2 separate regions of the Sus scrofa genome follow, and region 1 is linked to region 2. The links are chromatin contacts, called in public Hi-C maps. All regions are on one chromosome and are shown on one strand. Each heading gives the region's core, a stretch centred on a gene start, on an enhancer-like site or on the middle of the called end of the contact. The rest is flanking DNA. Distances are from core to core; before and after follow the strand shown. Region 1 overlaps TNFRSF8 (tumor necrosis factor receptor superfamily member 8). Region 2 overlaps MFN2 (mitofusin-2).

The links. Hi-C and Micro-C count contacts between places; a contact is called where the count stands out from the background.
Region 1: a Hi-C map of retroperitoneal adipose tissue shows a contact between it and region 2, with 3 times the contacts expected there. The contact joins two enhancer-like sites. A contact is called at or near these places in 1 of 5 promoter capture datasets (liver), 19 of 47 Hi-C or Micro-C datasets (alveolar macrophages, blood, brain and 9 more) and 2 of 2 datasets of contacts at active chromatin or transcription factors (alveolar macrophages and skeletal muscle).

Annotation. Positions count from the first base shown.
Region 1 is chr6:72,116,546-72,119,245 of Sscrofa11.1, forward strand. All of the region lies in intron 1 of TNFRSF8 (tumor necrosis factor receptor superfamily member 8), which reads left to right. Among named protein-coding and RNA genes, the nearest start is that of TNFRSF8, 15 kb to the left of the region's middle. Within about 2 kb of position 1,261, at least 19 of the 83 cell types and tissues checked have an H3K27ac peak or open chromatin away from gene starts, as enhancers often do. A contact at or near this core is called in retroperitoneal adipose tissue and skeletal muscle, where this site is marked.
Region 2 is chr6:72,043,489-72,046,188 of Sscrofa11.1, forward strand. MFN2 (mitofusin-2) reads left to right here. Exons shown (of 19, transcript XM_021095349.1): 8 at 1-97; 9 at 1,159-1,312; 10 at 1,646-1,713; 11 at 1,853-1,974. Among named protein-coding and RNA genes, the nearest start is that of MFN2, 18 kb to the left of the region's middle. Within about 2 kb of position 1,368, at least 13 of the 83 cell types and tissues checked have an H3K27ac peak or open chromatin away from gene starts, as enhancers often do. A contact at or near this core is called in retroperitoneal adipose tissue and skeletal muscle, where this site is marked.

The DNA of each region.
Region 1 (2,700 bases), core at 11-2,510, 73 kb after region 2:
TCTGCAGCTGTGACCAGGTGGGGGTTTTTAAAAGTGAAATTCACCAGTTTTGTAGGGAAAACCAAACCAACCTGAAAATAGGCCTAGAAATGGGAAGGTTTCAGGCCACTCTCTATGTTGATGCTACTAAGGCTGGGCCACGGGCCCCTGGTTACACAACTCATCATCCTGTGGACACCTCGCTCTGCCTCAAACCTGCTGGGGAACCCCACCCAAAAGCCCCCCTCCCAGGCCTTGGGCTTCCCCCTCCCACTCTCGCCTTTCTGACCCCCCCTCCCTCCAAGGCCGGGATCAGAGTATGGCCCAGCTGTCTCTTCCCTCTCCGCAGGGGCAGCAGGAGCTGAGAGGGCATCAGGGGTCTGGGTCCTTTGGCTGGTGGGAATTTGGTGGGGCCAGAACAATTCAGAGGTGGCGGCTGCTGCCTTTGCCAGGCGCTGCTGTGGGTGAAGGGCCGTGTGAGTGGGTCGTGGGTGATGGGATGGTGGGGTTGGGAGGCAGCAGGGCAGATGGGGAGATGGCCGAGGGATGGCATGAATGGGGCTGGGGGTGAGGGCTGAGCCCAGAGGCGTGAGACTGCGCCAGCCTTGGGGGACCACAGACAGCGCTGCAAAGTCAAACCACAGGGTCCGGATTCCAGTCCTCTCTAGCGTATGGGCTGGGAACACTCTGGGAAGATGGGGTTGTCTCCCTCCCTGGAGGGCATTCTGGTGCCCTGCTCTCTGGCTTGATGCAGTAGGTGCTTGATGCAGTCCTGGTGTGCTCAAGTCAGCTGACCTGGACTCAGAGCCTGACATCACCACGAGGTGTGCTCCTGAGCAGGCCTCGCCCCTCCCCGAGGAAGATTTCTGTGTAATGAGGTCACACAGGGCCCTTAGGGTCAGTCACTGCTGTTGCTCCTTCTACCACCTGTGAGTGTTGCACTGACCCATTTTCTGGGTGCTTGTAAAGCCATGACATCATAGGCCAAAAAAGTCCCCAGTGTCTCTTCCAGAGAAGGACAGCCACAGGGGCCTGGAGACAGCTGGGGTGAAGGCTGAGAGTGGGGTTGAGCTGTGCCCCAGCCTGGACCCCAAATACACCTCTGCGAATAGCTGGCGGGGCGGGAAGCCAGATCAGCCCCTCCGTGGGGCTGGGGTGGGGGCAGCCCCTACCTCCCATAAGCCCACGTGGGAACAGGGGCCCCCAAGTCCTCTACTCTCCCCTCCCTGGGGCCTGGCTGAAATCCCACAGCCCTGGGGTGGGCAAGGAGGCAGTGCCCCCTGGTGGCAGACCGTGGATTTACATAGATTCCTTGTTTGAAAAAAGCGGTCCTCTCCTTCCTGAGCTCTCAGAACCCTGGAGGTGCGATTATTTTCACATGTGTTTTTGTATCATTGCTTTATGTCTATGTATACACAGTCTTCTTATTATTTTCTTTTGCTGAACCACCTGCTAGTTAGTTGCAGGCATTTTGATCTTTTACCTCTAAATATCTCAGCATGTTTCTTCTCCAGCAAGGACATCTCTTACGTAACAAGTTTTCAGGCATCCAGCATTGGTAGATCAAAATCAGGTATAAAGCTCATGTTCAAATGTCACCAGTTATCTCAATAGTCTCCTTTACAGCAGTATCCCCCTTCCTACCCCAATTCAGGATCCAGTCCAGATATTGCATTCTGTTATCCTGTCTCTTTGGTCTCCTTTATTCTGGAATGTTCCACAGCTTTTCCTTGTCTTTCATGCATTGGCTTTGTTTTTTTCTTTTTTTTCTTTTTAGGCTTGCACCTGTGCCATGTGGAAGTTCCCGGGCTAGGGATTGAATTGGCGCTGCAGCTGCTGGCCTATGCCACAGCCATAGCAACAGCAGATCTCAGCCACATTTGCAACCTACTCTGAGGCTTGCGGCAATGCTAGATCCTGAGCGAGGCCGGGGATCGACGTCTTATCCTCACAGAGACCACATCGGGTCCTTAACCCACTGAGCCACAGTGGGAACTCCTCATTGGCATTTAAAAAATTTTTTTATTTTTTGCTTTTTAGAGACCCACCCGCAACATATGGAGTTTCCCAGGCTAGGGGGTCCAATCAGAGCTGTAGCTGCCAGCCTACACCACATCCACAGCAACGCCGGATCCGAGCCGCCCATTCAACCTACACCACAGCTCACGGCAACACCAGAGGCTTAACCTGCTGAGTGAGGCCAGGGATCGAATCCGCAACCTCATGGTTCCTAGTCAGATTCGTTTCCGCTGCACCACAACGGGAACCCCCCTCTTTGGCATTTTTAGAGTTTAGGCCATTTGTCTTGTCGAACGTCCCTCAGTTTGGGTTTATCTGGTGTTTCCCCATGATTTGATTTAGATTATGGACTTTTGGTAGGAAGACCACCAATGTGACGTGGTGTCCTTCTTAGCACATTTTTTATTTTCAGGATGGGCAACCTGAAGCCCAGAGGGGGGACGAGAACTGGAGACACAGTGAAGCTCAAAATCTCTGCTCCATGCTTAGTTGCTGTGTGACCTTGGGTGGATATTTCCTCTGTAATGTGGGTGGTGATTTGGCCTCCAGGGCTGGAGGGGCCCAAAGGAGGTGATGTGTGGCTTGGGGGGGGTGATATACAAAACCATGGGTTCCCTCTTCCCTGCCCTTCCCACCCCTTCACTGACCCAGGGTGAGGTGGTGGAAGTGAAGAGTGGGCATCCGGGCTCCCCCTGCCCCCCA
Region 2 (2,700 bases), core at 118-2,617:
CTTCCACAAGGTGAGCGAGCGCCTGTCCCGCCCAAACATCTTCATCCTGAACAACCGCTGGGACGCGTCCGCCTCGGAGCCCGAGTACATGGAGGAGGTGGGTGCCTCTGCTCGGCAGCGGGGGCGCCGCCCTGCGTGTCTCCCTGAGCCTTTTGGTGTCCTCCCCCGGCCACGTGCCAGCATGAATTCCATCCCCAGAGATGTCCCACTTGTTCCCCGCGGTCACATCTGATGCTTTGGAAATAGCCCTCCCTTTGCCTGGGTCACTTTCCAGACCCCTCTGTGCTTCAGAAGGCTTTGGTCCCCGGGGGGGGGGAGAAGCACCTTTCACATGAGCTGTACCCTTGCTTGGGGCCAGTGCACTCTTTCGTTCATAAAGAATTAATCACAGAACAGGCTTAGCTTTAGAAAGACACCCAGGAGAGGAGCTTCAGGAAGGAGCAAGGAGGAGTTACCGTCATGGCTCAGCGGAAACGAATCCAACTAGGAACCGTGAGGTTGCAGGTTTGATCCCTGGCCTCGCTCAGTGGGTTGTCGTGAGCTGTGGTGCAGGTCGAAGACGTGGCTCGGGTCTGGCATTGCTGTGGTTGTGGTGTAGGCCGGCAGCAACAGCTCCGATTTGACCCCTAGCCTGGGAACTTCCATATGCCAAGGGAAGCAGCCCTAGAAAAGGCAAAAAAAAAAAAAAAAAAAAAAGTTTCAGCAGTAGAGCCCTCAAGCTACAGAGCCAGCAGGGATTTTCAGGAGGCACTCACTCATTTTAAAAACGAGGCCTGGGGAGGACTGGGCTTTTAGTACAGAGTCCAGGAGTGGGTATCCCGAACCCCAGCTTCCTTTCCTTCTGGGGCCCCAAGTGGGACAGTCCACAGGCTCTAACAAGGCAGTCTGGGGCATGTAAGCACTTCTGCTTGTTTCTACACTGAAATGCTTCAGGTGTCTGCCAAGGACCCCCGTGACATGGGTTTTGGGGAGCCTGGGCTGGAGGACAGATGGTGATAGACGGAGGCTGCATGTGTTTGTACTTTTTGAATCTGGAGCTGAGTGAATGGATTACCTGGGGTTTTTTTAAGAAAAGAGGCAGTGGAGGACTGTAGGCTCCGTCACAAAGCACCTGCTGTACCCCACCTGTTCACATAACCCCATCCACTTGGGCTCCAGGTGCGGCGGCAGCACATGGAGCGCTGTACCAGCTTCCTGGTGGATGAGCTGGGCGTGGTGGATCGAGGCCAGGCCGGGGACCGCATCTTCTTCGTGTCTGCCAAGGAGGCACTCAACGCCAGGATCCAGAAGGCCCAGGGCATGCCCGAAGGAGGTGACCTAGCAACAGGAGTCTTGCTTTTCCTCTTCCCTGACATGTGAGACCTTCGGTCTCCTGCTAAGTCAGCTGGTAGAAATAGTTCTGAGAAGAGCCCGGGGTAAGGAGCTGTCTACTCCCCAGCTAGGGTTCAGCCAAGTCGCCTCAGCTTTTGGGAGGTTTCACCACTTCTGCTTTTGAGGGGTTTCATCACATCACTTTCATCACTTCATCACTTGGGGCCCCAGCTTCCGTTCCTTCCGGGGCCCCAAGTAAGACAGTCCACAGGCTCTAACGAGGCAGTCTGGGGCATGGAAGCACTTCTGGACTAATGTGGTGCAATTCTCCTAGGGGGCGCTCTTGCAGAAGGCTTTCAAGTGAGGATGTTTGAGTTTCAGAATTTTGAAAGGAGATTTGAGGTGAGCGTGGCCTTTGATCCTGGCATCTCGAGAGTCTGTGCCTCCCCAGCTCTCGCCAGCTGTGTCCCGGCAGTGACTGCCAGACCCTGGCCCTCGGCTGGTGGCCTCTGCCTCCCTTGGCACCTCTTGTCTGTTCCAGGAATGCATCTCCCAGTCTGCTGTGAAGACCAAATTTGAGCAGCACACCGTCCGGGCCAAGCAGATCGCAGAGGCAGTTCGCCTCATCATGGACTCTTTGCACATCGCTGCACAGGAGCAGCGGTAAGAACCCCGGACCTGGAGTTCCCATTGTGGCTCAGCAGTAACAAACCCAACTAGTGTCCATGAGGACTTGGGTTCAACCCTGGCCCAGCACAGTGGGTTAAGGATCTGGCGTTGCCACAGATGCACTGTAGGTTGCAACTGTGACTCAGATCTGATCCCTGGCCCAGGAACTCCATATGCCGCAGGCAACCAAAAAAAAAAAAAAAAGAATTGATATATTTGCTTAATATTTTTAAGTTAAAACAAAAAACCTTGAATACCCTTTGATTCTTCAGCACCGTCCCAGTGTCCCACCACCGTCATGAATTTGGTGGATGGTCCTATCATCCATTTAAAAAAGGATTTTTTGGTGGAGTTCCTACCGTGGCTCAGTGGGATTGGTGGCATCTCCAGAGCACTGGGACGCAGGTTCCTGAGTTGCCGCAGCTGCAGCTTAGAGCACGACCTCGGCTAGGATCTGATCCCGGGCCTGGGAACTCCATATGCTGCAGGGGAGTATTTTTTGGAGTTCTCTGGCAGCAGCGGGTTAAAGATCCAGTTGTCACTGCTGTGGCGCAGGTTTGGTCTTTGGCCTGGGAACTTCCACATGCAACAGGAGTGGCCAAAAATATACATTTTTAATATAAATCCTGAAGAATGTATAACATTGCTGTGCATGTATTTTTTTTTTAATTAAAAAATTTTATTAAAGCATAGTTGATTTACAATGTTTTGTCAATTTCT